Regions from separate parts of the Mus musculus genome. Here all the other regions are linked to region 3. Evidence: chromatin contacts called from public ChIA-PET and HiChIP or PLAC-seq data. All regions are on one chromosome and are shown on one strand. The core of a region is the stretch at or near the end of the contact, and the rest is flanking DNA. Distances in the headings are between cores, read along the strand shown.

Region 1 (2,700 bases), core at 36-2,535, 940 kb before region 3:
TCCTGTGTGGGGAGGAAAAGTAGGGTCAAGTGGGAGGGAGTTGAGAAGACATAAGCCCCCACCTGCCCTGAGGGGCGGTAGAAAATGGAAGCTCCTTTAGAGAGACATTTGGTGATCTAATAAAACTGATGTGAAACTGTCAAAGTGTGCTTCTTCAAAGGGCTGGTTTGGTAAGAATCGGACTGGGGCAGGGCGGGGCAAGAAGGTTTGATATGGTAGCCTCATTCTTCCATTATCAGGGATGAGAACAAGACAAATGGCTCCTTACCTAGGAGATAGCCATGGTTTAATGTCTAGAAATGGACGTTAGGATAATAGGTTGAACAAAGCTTACCTGCTCCTCACCCACCTATGCTCCAGACAATTCTTTACCCCCCCCCCCAGTCCCTGGATTGGCCCCTTCACCCGAGACAGCACACACAGCTCTACTCCTCTCTCTGTTTTATTTTAATTTTTGGAAGGACAGGGTCTCATGGAGCCCAAGCTAGCCTTAAACTCATGATCCCTCAGCCTCAGATCTCTTGAGTGTTGGGGAGGCAGACCTATGTCATTGCATCAAGAGATGGCGGAAACACTTTTGTGCTTGCCTGTAGAGGAGCTGTTGCCCACTACTGGAGGACCTGAGGCAGAGGACCCAGAAGTGTCACTTTGTCTTCCACTTCCCCAGACACCCTCATCTTGGTGCTAAGACGCCTATGCTGGAGGGTCCAACCCAGGTGTGATGACTTCTCCCTCTATCTGCGTGATGAGGATGTGGGAAGGTCGTCTCCTCTTCAAGCTTTTTGGAATCCTGTCTGTCCTGGACAGAAGCTTTGACTAGGAATGTGGAATCTCTGCTCCCACCGACTCAAGTCCTTCTTCCTATGGGACTGGTGTTTTGACCCCACTGCCCCTTTACTGTTGGAAACTCTAATGCTAGAGTCTCAGAGTGTAAAAACCACAGGAAAGTGTGACACAACTGTTTCCTCAGCCACATCTCCCCTTTCAGTTAATTCACACCCTAGTATGATTAGCCCACCTCCCACCTCTGGGCACCCCCTCAAGTCCCACCCCACCCCCAAGGTCTTCCAGGAAACCAGTTGTCTCCAACTGTGGAGAACCTGTGCAGAACCTGTGACAACAGTCTAAACCACTACCTAGAACACGAGGGTAGATACCCCCAGAGCTGCAAGCAAGTAAAGGCTTCTGCAGGGCCCACCCCTACCACATAGGAGGAGAGGAGCCAATCGAAGAGGGGAGGCCAAACCACTCAGGAAGGGAGGGGGTAGGGAAGGTGTGAGAAGAATCAGATCAGACAGAGGACTCCTGGACAAAGCCGCTGCTTGCTAGCTGCTTCTCTGGCTCAGAAGACGAGGAATTCGGGTGCATGGCCTTTTTCTTTTTCTAAGAGCCAACAGTCTGGGTCATCTGTGTCTTTGTCCCCTAAGAAGTGGAAACCCAGAGCTGTGTCCATGGAGCCCTGCCGGTCCCTGGCCCTGTTTGCTGGCTCTCTGGGCCTGACTTCTTCTCTGATTGCTCTGACCACTGATTTCTGGATAGTGGCCACAGGTCCTCACTTCTCTGCCCACTCTGGCCTCTGGCCAACAAGCCAAGAGACTCAAGTAGCAGGTAAAGGGGCAATGGGCTCTTTGGTGGTGGGAATGTCCAGTGGGAAACAGACACTCAGAAACATCATCTTCCTTAGGTTATATCCATGTGACACAGAGCTTCTGTATCCTGGCTGTCCTGTGGGGCCTGGTGTCTGTGAGCTTCCTGGTTCTGTCTTGCATCCCAGCCCTGTCTGCTCCCGGCCGTGGCCCTCTGGTCTCAACTGTCATGGCTTTTTCTGCAGGTATGAATGGGATCTGGGCTGTTGGGACACCTAGACTGGTGAATCCTGCAGGGGCCAAGCTGGCTCAGCTGTCTCTTGTTCTTGTCCCCAGCTCTCTCCATATTAGTGGCTATGGCAGTGTACACCAGTATGAGATGGAGCCAGACTCCATTTTCTCAAGTCCAGACATTCTTCTCCTGGTCCTTCTACCTAGGCTGGGTCTCCTTCATCCTCTTCCTCTTTGCAGGTGACTACTCAGCCCACCTCCCTGGGGGAGGACCACGATGGGGGCTGGCGCAGGGCAGTGCAGGGCACTCAAGTACTTAATCTCTGCTCCCTGCCCCCCTCCCCCTCCCCCGCTTTCTCTCCACACCAGGCTGCCTGAGCCTGGGTGCTCACTGTAGAACCCGTCGGGCTGAGTATGAAACCTTGTGAACAGCAGCCAAGGACAGCAGGGTCATCAGGATGTTTGGAGCCTGTCCTCTCAGGAGCTACAAAAGGAATGCAGAATTCTGTCTCTGTCCCTCCCACCTTGCCTTATCCTTCATTGGTTTCTTCACACACTCAATAAAGAAGCATGCTTGAGATCTTATTGTTCCAAGATCAGTTTAGCCAAGACATAAACCGAGCCAGGCTTCTCATCCCAGTTACTCAGGTGGCTGGAGCAAGGAGCATCACAACTTCAAAGTCTGCCTGGGCAACATAGAGAGTTCAAGGCCAGCTAAGGCAACGTAGTGAGACCCTACCTCAAGGTACAAAGCTAAACAAGAGGGCTGGGATGATGGCTCAGTTATAGAGACTTGCTGAGCATGAATGAGGTCCAAGTTGCATCCCCAGCACCTAAGTCATGCATATATAAGCCTATGGTGGGTGGCACAGGATCTCTCAGG
Region 2 (2,700 bases), core at 28-2,527, 620 kb after region 3:
CTGGGACCCCTTCTCCCTTCAGAGCTGCATGCTTCCCGGGCTTTGGAGCCCCAGGGTACCTCCTATCCAAGCACAAACACTTACACTTACCCGCTAGAAAGAGGTGTGACAAAGACTTGAAATGGTTATGGCTTGTGCTGAAGCTGAACCGTGTTGACTTTATAATGGGTCCTGTCTGGATTTTTTGGAACCAAAACTCCTAGCCCTGAAAGTTTCACAAGTGACCTGAATAAATCTCTTACCAGGCTCGGAACCATAGCAGGGGCGGAGGGGAAGGAAGTGGGGCCTAGAGGACTCCGTGGGGGGAGCTCCTCTCCCCAGGGGACAAGGGAGGCATCTTCGGAGGCGGCTCAGGAAATCTGTTGTCTCCTCTTGGGCAGGACTCCTAGGGACAAGAACCTCGGAGTTATCCCGAAGGGGTCTGGGCAAGTGATCCCTTCATCCTTTCATGGAAGATCACTCTTGAAACTCAGCCCAGGCACATGGAGTTAGGTCTGATGGGAGTAGATAGGTTTGGACCACAAGACTCAGGAAGATCTTCCCATCAAAGGCTGACGCTGGGGGAGTGGAACTCACCTGGGTGGAGTTGGGACAGGGGACCCAGCGACTTCACCGCGCTTAAGGAAGGCCGTCAGAACCTTCAGTGTGTCCTCTCGGAGACCCAACTCTTCAGAGCCGGCCATGGGGGTACCTGAGGCAGAAGACAGAGGATGCACCCAAGTGCAGGGATAACTCAAACTTCTGAATCACTGAATGAAGAGGGCGCCTAACTCCAAGGAAAAGGTGGTTTTTAAGGGCCAGTGGGGCAGTTGATTCAGTTGAGGAGAAACGGTCTGAATTACTGAGTCTAAGAAAGGAGGTAAATGAGTGCTTGAACTCTTGCAGGAAGGAGCGGGAAGGGGGTTTGGAGTTCCCTCTCAGCTAGCAGCGCCAAAGAAGGCTCGAAGACCGTAGAGAATAGGGAACTACTAATCCTAGTATGCTTTGCGGCAAACGCTGGTCCGATTTCCCCACTTTTCACCGAGCAGTCTGCTGGGAGATGTAGTTCCAATTTTACCTCTGGCGTGCACCGGGAGACCCCGGGTGCTTGGAAGTCACAGCTTGGCAGGACTGGCTGTGGCCTTTCCTGCAACCCTGTCCCCTCCCTGGCACCCAGCTCACCTGGCTCGCGGTTGTGTCCCCGTCGCACTGGCGTACACGCTTTCTCACAATTTCTACAAACTTTTACTTCGGAAGTTCAACTTTCCCACGCCTGCGCACTGGGCCGACACGGCAACCGCCCCAACGTCGAAGGGGTGGAGCCTTCTTTTGCGGTCATTTGCATATGGCGTTCCCAGCATGCCTGTAGGCGGAAGGCCAAAAAAGGGCATTTGAGGGAGTTAGGCCTGCTAAGCCGAAGTGCGCTCCGGGATTTCTTGACTTTATTTCGTCAATGTTGAGAAAAACTTTTTATATCTCAAAATATCGTTAGAAAAGGAAGTCCCAGCGCTCGGAGGCTTAGCTGACAAAGAAGGGGGTTGCGTGGCTGCGAGTCTCAGAACTACTGTTTGGGAGCCCCAAAACCACTGCTGGCACCCGCGCCGCACGGGCGCCCAATTCCTCCCCTGGTAGGTAACGCGGAAGAGCCGGGAGGGTGGCGGCCTCAGGGCGCAGGATCGGGCAAACCTGTCGCTCAGAAGCTCGGCTACCGAAAAGCAGAATGGCCACGCGTTGTAGACGGAAGCCTGCAGTCTCAGCATCCAGGCTGGAGGCAGTAAAGATTGCTGTAAGTTCAAGGCCAGTGAGCTCCAGGCCAGGCTGGACGACAGAATGAGCGCCAGACCAACATGGGTTAAGCGATTTGAAGACCAGCCTGAGCTACTGAATAAGTTTGAGGGTAGCCTGGGTTACAGAGTGCATTCGAGGCCAGCCAGGGCCACAGAGTGAGTTGAAGACCAGCCTTGGCTACATAGCAAGTTCAAGGACAGCCTATGCTACATACTAAGACCCTGTCTCAAACATCCGTAAAAACAATATAGGAACAAAAAACAAAAAAACAGAAGAAGCGACAGCACCTGGGAAAAGACTCTGGAAATGAGTAAGGGTTTTCTGCAAGGGTGAGGCGGTTGTGAGAGCAGTTAGGATCCTTTAAAGACGAGGGAAAGAGGACTCCACTCTTGAAATAGGGTGCCAGCTTTGGATAATAGGAGTTTACATTTAGAAAAGGGAAGGAACCTATGGGTAGAGTTCATATAGAAGACTCTGGGGGGTAGGAGAGGCGGTCCCGTTGGATTTGGAAAGGTGGGAAGGAGTTTCCCGTTTGTACACAATGGTGAAGGAAGACCTGTGTTGTGGCGGGTCGGAGAGGTTTGAGTGCATTTGCCCCGTGACAGACAGGCTCAGGAACTGTCCTGTGGTGCGCAGGCTAGAGCATGGAAACCCCGAAACCGCGGATTTTGCCCTGGCTGGTGTCACAGCTGGACCTGGGGCAGCTGGAAGGCGTGGCCTGGCTGGACGAGAGCCGAACGAGGTTCAGGATCCCGTGGAAGCATGGCCTACGGCAGGACGCACAGATGGCTGACTTTGGCATCTTCCAGGTGCTGGGGGAAAGATTTCAGACGCATTTCTGGGTGTGGCTGGACCAGGGCAGGGGGTGGGATAGGACTGGAGGGACAGACGGGAATTGATTGGCAGATTCTAGGAACAGAATCCTGAAAGCCA
Region 3 (2,700 bases), core at 11-2,510:
GTAAATTCTTTGTAAACCGAGGGTATGTGCCAGGGAACTGCAGAGGGTGAGGGGAACAGAGTTCTAAATCTGAGTGTTGGCTAGGGAACTGCAAGTGTCTCATGGGATATGTAGTTTGGGGCCCAGAAGTTACGTTCAGATAGCTGCAGCACTTCTTGTTAAAAGATTATTAATGAGCCCGGTAACTGCAGAGGCTGGTGGGAAATGTAGTTCTGGACCCAGAATACTGACCAGGGACCCGCAGAGTCTTTGCTAGAGATCTGCAAGGCCTTCTGGGAAATGTAGTTTTGATTTCAGAATATTGGCAAGGGAGCCTCTTGGGAAAAGTAGTATGAGCTCAGAGAATTATTAGCAGGGGGACTGCAACAGCTTCTGAGAGATGTGGTTTGAGGCTTCCCACACTGGCCAGAGACTTGCAGAACCCCCAAGGGCAATGCAGTTCTGTACCCAGAGTATCAGCCAGAGAAAGGCAGGGGCTCCTGGGAAATGTAGTTCTAGGCTCGAGGACCAACAGTGTGGGAATGCCGGTTCGCCGGCCCCCAGACCTGCTCACCTGTCTCCCTGTGTGAGCCAGGGGCGCCCAGGTTGGGGGAGATTAAAGGCTCCACCTCTGGCTGCATCCTGGAGAAGCGGGTCTGGGGAAGTCCAGAAAGATGGGGCGAGATGCTCGCACTGGGCCACACAGCGCAGCTCTTTTCCTGGACTTCTGCTTCTTGCTCTTTGAAACCACGAGGGACAAACACGGAACTGGAAGGCTGAGACCACAAGGACACACGCTTTCCCCTAACCTCCGGGACTCGGTGTGCGCCCCACCTCCTGTTTCCCTGCAACTCTACTTCCGTCTCCATCTCTTCCTGTCTCATGGCTTCTCTTTCTTCAGCCCTCCTGAACCATCCCTGTCCCCGGTTTTCACAATTCTCTGTCTGCCTCCCTCTAAACCCCCTTTCCCAGTTGTCCTCCACATTTCTCCCAGAAGTCTCTGCCCTCTGTCCCACCTCCCTGGTCTTTTTCTCCATCAGCTTCCCCAGCACCTCCCCAGCCCCCTGGATTGCCCCCTCCTCATTGCAGTCCTTCACCAATCTTGTCACCCTCTCTGAGCCTCCCTATTTCCCGTTCCCCTTCTCCCAGGCCCATTCCTCAGTCTCTCTTCCATAGCTGCTTCAGCTTCCACTCCCACCACCTCGCCCTTCTCTCTTCCCCTCTCTGAGCCCACTTGCCCTCTGCTCAGCACCGGCTAGACTCCTGGAGACAAACAGAAACTGAGTTCTCTAGGGGGGAGGGGACGGTAGGCAGGGTCTGGTTACCATGGTGCCCAATGTGAGAGCAAGGCTGGGGCTCTTATTCCTGAACGTGAGAAAAGTGTCATTGGGTGCCAGGCTTGGGGGCTTTCTGCAGGCAGGTGCCGGGTAGACTATCCTTTGTGAGTTCGGACCTGTGAGGCGAGGAGGCTGTAAAACCCTTTAGCTGTCTCGTCTATGCATCCACAGGCTCACTTTTTGTAGCCTGTTTCTCCCTCTTAATAACTGCCTATGTATCCCGGTCTGGTCTTGAACTCAGTCCCTTATCCAGGCAGGCCCTTGCCTTCCAGAGTCAGAAATGTTAGGAATGTGTCACCACGCCCCTTCTGACAATAGAGTCCCCAAGCTCCCTTCCCAGGTGGTCTTTGTTGTCACTGTGGCTTTCTGAGCTAATTTACAAATCAGTCCCGATTCTGGAGCACAGCTAGGAGTCTCTTTCTCTTTCTTTAAGGGCAGGCGTCGCCACGGTGTTACCTTGTAGATTCGGAACTTGCCAGAAGGCAAAGATGAAGGAAAGACCGCCTGGCTGGATCCAGCTGTGCCTGAAGCTCTCAATTTTTTGTTAGAAATTGAGAAACCTAAACTTTGATCAATTTAGCTGGTTTTGATTGGTTGTTTTGCTTTGGGGAGGGGGATTGGTTTTTAGTGTTTTTTCAACACAGTGCTCACTATGTACCCGCACCCCCACCCCACCCCCCTTGAACTTACTATGCAGACCAGGCTGGCCTACATACAGTTGGCCCCCTCTGCTTCCTTAGTGCTGAAATTAAAGTTGTGCCCCGCTATGCCTGGCTGTTACTGGCCACTTAAAAAGCTCATACACTTCAATGGTCTCATTCAGTCTTCTGTAACCATGATTTCCAACATTTCTTCTGGGTATGTGTACATCCTCCAATGCACACAATCCTGGGTGGGCGCCAGCATACATGGGGTTCGGGGATTTGAACATGAGTCCTGTGTACACAATGCAACTACTCTGCTGTGTGTTAGGAAGACTCCCTGGAACCAGGCTGAGCCCAGGTGAAGCAGAGAGACTTAATGATGGGGAGGCAAGGTCCCTGTGGCAAACTCAACTGGGGACAAAGAAAGTAAGACAGGGACCCTGTCCCTGGACCTTCCCTTTCTCTCATTCAGCCATCTTTTCCAGTTCCATCTCTGTAGGACAAGGAGCATTTTTGACTGCCATGGTCACAGGAACACCTAAGCCCTCACTTTCACTGCCCAGAGACATATGCATTGAATGAGTGAATGAATGAATGAATGAATGAATGAGTGTATCTCTTGTGTCTAACAATGCAACCCCAGCCCAGTGGACCTTACCCCTCCTATTCCTTGTGAGACTATAGTATGTAGAAGAAGAGAATACAGGCTCAGACAAGACAGGGCAGCCTGCAAGACAGGG
Region 4 (2,700 bases), core at 32-2,531, 770 kb before region 3:
GCAGGGCTTTCTGATCTCTTTCAGACCCTTGAATCAGGCCAAGTCATTCACTCTGTAAATTGTCCCTGCATGTCGTCCCCACATGCTGCTGCTTGGCCTCTCCCTATCCTTGTTTTCCTCCTCGCCAGCCAGTTCAACACTGTTTCTATTATGCACTGGCCGTTGTAGCTGCTGTTATTGTTGTTTGTTTATTTCTGTTTTATTTCGTTTTTAAATTCTACCTGTAAGTGAGAATAGATACTTTTCCTCAGGGAAGCATGACATGTTCCAAGGATGTGTTAATCCTGAGATTCGTCAGAGAAAAACCAATTCCAGCTTTTGGGCCAAATTTAAAGCAAGCTTCATTAAATATTAAATACTGACACAAAAATGGACTTAGGTCAGAAACATTCCCTGAAATTTCCCAGTCTCCAGCCACGTGTTGCAGGCGTTTATAAGAACAAACCTATAGGCCATGTACTTTGCCATGAGAAGGTTGATATTTTCCAAGAACTACAATTCCCAAGTCCAGTGTGATGGCGCAGGTCTTTAATCCCAGAACAGGCGGATTTCTGAGTTCGAGGCCAGCCTAGTCTACAGAGAGAGTTTCAGGACAGCCAGGGATACACAGAGAAACCCTGTCTTGGGAAAAAAAAAAAAAAAAAACCAAAACAACAACAAAAAGAACTACAATTCCCAATATTCCAAGAAGTTACCGGTCCCTGGGTAGGTGGGGCTAACATTCATTTTTGGTTCGCAAGAAGGCTCATTTCAGATCTTTAATGTTCCATATGGCTTCACTTCCCATTTCCCAATAACTCTTCCTAGTTTTCAAGTTTTAGAAAACTAGAAGAAAAGTCTTAAGTCCGTGTGAAAACATGGAGAAATTTTTTTAGGAATATGCAATATAAATGTCTCTTAAATTCGTGACTAAGGAGCCTCAGACTTTTAGTCTGTGACATTCCACATGATCCATGGATGTACGGAAATGAAGTACTCTGATGATGACTTTCGCATAATTGAAATATGGACATAGCCATAACAATATGGGAGTGGCGCGTGGGTGGTGGTAGTGGCAGAGTGTACACCGTTATAATTATTGGCAAAGAGTATCTTCGCACGTGATGGTAGGCATGCGCAACACAACTTTAGTGCTTGCAAGCGATAGGGTATATGGGCAATACCGATTTCCGCCAGAAAAGTGGCTGAGGTGAAGTTCATTTTAAGTAGGTGTGTCCTAGAGCGTCCATTTCCGCTTAGATCGTCACGTGGTTAGTTGTTATCGTTACCAGGACGCCGCGGGAGTTTGGATTCTGAACACTGGGGAATCCTCAGCGTCCACCCGGCGTGCCGCGTGCAGAGCTCTCTGAAGTGGCTGCGCAGGAAGGATGCTGGCTGCTGAGCGCTGGTTTGTGTTGAGTGATGACTGAGGCAGCTGTAGGGGGGTGCCGGTGCGTAGCTGGGGTGGGCGTCCTGTGGGGGTCGGGAGAGCAGGGTCGAGGGTGGCGTTGGAGCCGGCTACTGTGAACCTGGGACTGGTGAGTCTGTGAGGGCGACCGTGCTGCTTGCATAACTGGGAGTGTTTGCTTTAGACCATGACTGGCTGGAGTCCGGATCAGACACTGGCATGTGAGAGGCGAAAAAGTGAGTAAAGATGGAAAATGAGTGTATTCGTGGTTTTGACTTACACTGGGGCTTCAGCATCCTTGGTCTGTCCAAGCCTAAGCAGTGTCAGAATTGATAGAAGGGATGGAACGATCTTCACAGCTCGTAGCTGTGGGCTCGAGCCCGCAGAACTGGGAGAGGAGCCTTTGTTCAGGTGCTGGGGACCCGATCTTTGGGCCATTTCCCTAATATTTCCCAAAGGGGAGCTGGTGCTGAGAAAGAAAAAACATTTGGAGCTTTCTAATTACCAGAATGAATATTGGAGTCCTTGAAGGTATGTGGGTGAGTCCGTGATGGCCATGGGACCCCTATGAACATGGCAAGGATGTGTGATGGGCAGTTGAGCAGGGTGGTGCTGTAAATAAGTTTTAGGGAAAGTGATTGGTCTTCTGCAGCCCCGACAGGTTGGCCATGGTCTAGTACTCCTATTGAAAAGACTAAGCTAGTCATGGTGAAAAGCAGAGAGGAGGGGGCAGTTCAAATTAGCCTCCTTGGGCAGTACCTAGCACCCTAGCCTCCTCTTTCTAGGATCCAGCCCGTACTACCTCCTATGGTAATCGGGAGGAGACGCCACACCCTGCCAGACAGCTTTGTTATGTAAACTTCTTGACAGGCAATTCTTGATCTCTTGAATCTCCATGACTGACTGGGGTTACTTCTTCTTCTGTGGCTAGTTTGAACTTTCTCAAGCAGAAGTCTAGACTAAAGAGGTTTACTTAAGTAGCCCAAGCTGGTCTCAAACTTGGCAGCCATCCTCCTGCTTCTGCTTCCTGAATGTGTGGTGTAGCTTGGGAGTTCCCAGAAATTTAAAGGTTTTTGTTGTTGTTGTGTTTGTTTTTGTTTGTTTGTTTGTTTGTTTTTTGTCTTTTGCTTAATTGGCCGAGTAGTCAGGGGACACAGTTATATGGGATCCTATCCTTCCGAGTTCCTTCTTCTGTTTTCTCAGCAAAACCCCCTGTGGTTTCACCTCTACATTTTATTTCCCTGTTTATTTTAAAGCTGGTAGATGTATGACCTTTGTCAAGTATGCAGATTGCTGTTGGGCGAACTTGGCTG
Region 5 (2,700 bases), core at 29-2,528, 580 kb before region 3:
TCACTCCTTAGTCTCCCCCGAAGACTCCTCCCACTTAGGTCATCTTCCCTCTTGGGGTCTGCTCCCAGGCAAAACAATTATAATAAAACCACGCCCCTTCAAAAAAAAAAAAAAAACCAACTGAGACACACCTCCTTTGCTCCTGGCCCATGCTACACCATTTTAATCACCATTCTCTGGAATAGCCCAACCCTCAGGATCACCGCCAAGAAATATCTTTCCCTAAATAGCTGCTGCAACCCTTCATATTTCACCCAATAGGATTTCTTCTCTGGACTCCATCCCATTTGTCCCCACTCCTAGTCACGCTAGGACTGCGCCTATTCTGCGCACGTGGACCTCAAACAGCTCTGGGTTCTGCTCCGAGTGTGTTTTGGGTCTGACTCTTGACATAGGATGATGGGAGCATTGATCTCTCTAGAGCCCCCAGGTGAATCAGAATAAACCATAGGAACGATCACTTCCTGTCGCCTGTAATGTGGGATACAGGGTGCGCACAGGTTGGGAGGAAAGGGTAAATGAACGAACCTGCTCCGGCCGAACCTCTGCAACCTTAACAACAAGCTTATTGCAGCACCTTGGGACTTCAGCCAGGGCTGGTCCCGCCGCCCTGGGAGGAAGGGGAAACCAGGTTACAGCGCCACCCTAACCTGCCTACCCAGATGCCCCGGGCTGGTTCCTGACCCGCCCTCAAAGTCCCCAACCAGAACACCGCCTTTCCCAATTTTCACAAAATTCAGTTTCAAGCCCATCCTTCATTAAGGACAGAGAACTTAATTCCAGCCCCCTGCTTCTTCAGACCCTGCAGAACACCCCAGTCCTTCTTCAGATTCAACCTCCACCCTCCAACTCCGAAGTCTAAATCAGAGCTCCTCCCTTAAATCCAGGGGTTCAGATGAGGTATTCAAACCCCAACTCACTTCCCTCGGACTCGGGGATTCAAGCTTTCACTTTTCTCCCTCAGACTCGGGTCCAGGCTTTGTTCCTTCTCTCTCAGACCAAGATATCCAAATACCAGCCCTCCTCCATCAGGCCCACGAGCCCAGGTTCCAGTTGCCTCCCTCCGACCCATCTCTTCCGTTCTACCCCGGGGGTCGGTGCACTGCCCCTCTAGTCCTCACCTCGGTTTCCGAGGCTCCAGTCCCTCCTCCTAAAGTCACTCCAGCCCGTGCCCCTCCTCGAGCGCTTGCGGGTTCAGCCGCACCGCAGCAAGGTGCGGGCAGAAGGCGGGGCCGTGGGCGGGGCTTCCTCGTTAAAAGGCTGCAAAATCTTGTACCCGACACACCGAAGGGAAGTCCGGGGGCCTCTTCCACCGAGTCCGAGTGACCCCGCCCCTTGCATTCTGGAAGGTGAGGCGCAGAGGTCCCCAGACACGGACCTCAGGCGCAGGGAGGTCCCCTTTCTCTGAGCCCAGGACCCTCCCACCCCCAGGCTCACATTCTTTCTCTCAGGATCTTCAAGCGGGTCTCTTAAGCTCCCTCTTCCCCAGGACGTTGGAGTCACAGCCTCAGATCTTTCTCTCCAATCTCACAAGTGGGCCAGAACTCCTTTATAATGTCTGGATCCCCAACAGCAAGCTCTCCCCCACACTAAAATTCGGGGATCTAGAGCTCTGCCCTAGCTTTCTCAGCCCCTAGCTCCATCCTCCAGCAAGACTCAAGACAGCTCCGGAAACACCTCCTTCCCCCAGTTCCCCAGACAACAAGATCTCAGGCTCCTCCCTCGGACTTCCTCTTAGTTCCACCCTCTTCCTCAGAGGCCACCATGGGACGCCCCCCACCCTGTGCAATCCAGCCGTGGATCCTTCTGCTTCTGTTCATGGGAGCGTGGGCAGGTGAGAGGAACAGGTCCCACCACCCAGGGCCTTCAGTGGGGTAGGGGTTACTGGACTCTGAGTGAGTTCCTTCTGACACGTGGGTGTGTGGGTGCCTGTGGTGGGCTTGGGGACCGGGGAGCTTTCTTGGTAGCGAGTAGAGATAGCAACTCAGTGGTGAGGAAGTGGGTTGAGTTTCCCATAGATGCATGGCTGCGGAAGAGATTCTTATTGCCTGTCAGACAAAGCTGAATTTGGTGTGGGGATGTCTAGAACTCGTGTAGACGTGCGTGGAAGCATGGTGAGGGCTGTGCCTAGTGTTGATTATTCTCAGGTCTCAGTGAACTTACATGTGGCCATGTTCCAATGGATGCTGGAAACTTATCTGTTGAAGGCATAAGAGACGGTCCGCAGAGGAACTGGCCTGTGTGTCCATTTGAACCCACAGTGGCTTTCCTGGCTGGGGCTCTGACATCGAGGGTGGCGACCCACCCTTCTCCTTCCTGATGCAGGGCTCACCAGAGCTCAGGGCTCCAAGATCCTGGAAGGTCGAGAGTGTATACCCCACTCCCAGCCTTGGCAGGCAGCCTTGTTCCAGGGCGAGAGACTGATCTGTGGGGGTGTCCTGGTTGGAGACAGATGGGTCCTCACGGCAGCCCACTGCAAAAAACAGTGAGTGAAGGGCTGGGCACATGTGGGTGGACCTGGAGGGAAGAGGCTCAGGGCTCTGTTTGAGGAAGAGGAGGAAGTTAAAACTTGGGTCTGAGGGAGGAGGGCTAAGGAGGACTGCTGGATCTGAGGCAGACAGGCTAGGGCCTGGACTCCTGGGCTTGGTGGAAGATGAATGGGTTCTGAGGGAGAAGGAGTGGAAAGAACCCCCAAGTACC

What was found. ChIA-PET counts read pairs in DNA pulled down with a chosen protein or histone mark. HiChIP or PLAC-seq counts read pairs in DNA pulled down with a chosen protein or histone mark.
Region 1: a contact with region 3 is called in an RNA polymerase II ChIA-PET map of memory CD8 T cells, with 9 read pairs. The contact joins the promoter of Nkg7 here to the promoter of 1700008O03Rik in region 3. A contact is called at or near these places in 1 of 39 promoter capture datasets (cranial neural crest) and 1 of 115 datasets of contacts at active chromatin or transcription factors (memory CD8 T cells).
Region 2: an H3K4me3 HiChIP or PLAC-seq map of bone marrow-derived macrophages shows a contact between it and region 3, with 5 times the contacts expected there. The contact joins the promoter of Bcl2l12 here to the promoter of 1700008O03Rik in region 3. A contact is called at or near these places in 2 of 115 datasets of contacts at active chromatin or transcription factors (bone marrow-derived macrophages and embryonic stem cells).
Region 4: an H3K27ac HiChIP or PLAC-seq map of extraembryonic endoderm stem cells shows a contact between it and region 3, with 5 times the contacts expected there. The contact joins the promoter of Zfp819 here to the promoter of 1700008O03Rik in region 3. A contact is called at or near these places in 2 of 115 datasets of contacts at active chromatin or transcription factors (embryonic stem cells and extraembryonic endoderm stem cells).
Region 5: a contact with region 3 is called in an H3K4me3 HiChIP or PLAC-seq map of embryonic stem cells, with 7 read pairs. The contact joins the promoter of Klk8 here to the promoter of 1700008O03Rik in region 3. A contact is called at or near these places in 1 of 39 promoter capture datasets (neural stem cells), 2 of 115 datasets of contacts at active chromatin or transcription factors (embryonic stem cells and microglia) and 1 of 9 other capture datasets (adipose tissue).

What each region holds. Positions count from the first base shown.
Region 1 is chr7:43,435,853-43,438,552 of GRCm38.p6, forward strand. It overlaps Nkg7 (natural killer cell group 7 sequence), which reads left to right and starts at 1,286. Exons shown (of 4, transcript NM_024253.4): 1 at 1,286-1,608; 2 at 1,685-1,831; 3 at 1,923-2,057; 4 at 2,187-2,394. The coding sequence starts at 1,452. The coding sequence ends at 2,245. Lim2 (lens intrinsic membrane protein 2) reads left to right here. Exons shown (of 5, transcript NM_177693.4): 5 at 1-144.
Region 2 is chr7:44,996,302-44,999,001 of GRCm38.p6, forward strand. Bcl2l12 (BCL2-like 12 (proline rich)) reads right to left here and starts at 1,278. Exons shown (of 7, transcript NM_029410.3): 1 at 1,162-1,278; 2 at 577-691; 3 at 243-385. The coding sequence starts at 683. It overlaps Irf3 (interferon regulatory factor 3), which reads left to right and starts at 1,347. Exons shown (of 8, transcript NM_016849.4): 1 at 1,347-1,607; 2 at 2,404-2,576. The coding sequence starts at 2,412.
Region 3 is chr7:44,373,770-44,376,469 of GRCm38.p6, forward strand. It overlaps 1700008O03Rik (RIKEN cDNA 1700008O03 gene), which reads right to left and starts at 1,261. Exons shown (of 6, transcript NM_027049.1): 1 at 1,218-1,261; 2 at 554-755. The coding sequence starts at 620. It overlaps Gm39001 (a long non-coding RNA gene), which reads left to right and starts at 728. Exons shown (of 2, transcript XR_882056.2): 1 at 728-800; 2 at 1,755-2,134.
Region 4 is chr7:43,605,888-43,608,587 of GRCm38.p6, forward strand. Zfp819 (zinc finger protein 819) reads left to right here and starts at 1,282. Exons shown (of 5, transcript NM_028913.3): 1 at 1,282-1,387.
Region 5 is chr7:43,796,299-43,798,998 of GRCm38.p6, forward strand. It overlaps Klk8 (kallikrein related-peptidase 8), which reads left to right and starts at 1,279. Exons shown (of 5, transcript NM_008940.3): 1 at 1,279-1,834; 2 at 2,326-2,485. The coding sequence starts at 1,765. It overlaps Klk9 (kallikrein related-peptidase 9), which reads left to right. Exons shown (of 5, transcript NM_028660.3): 5 at 1-458.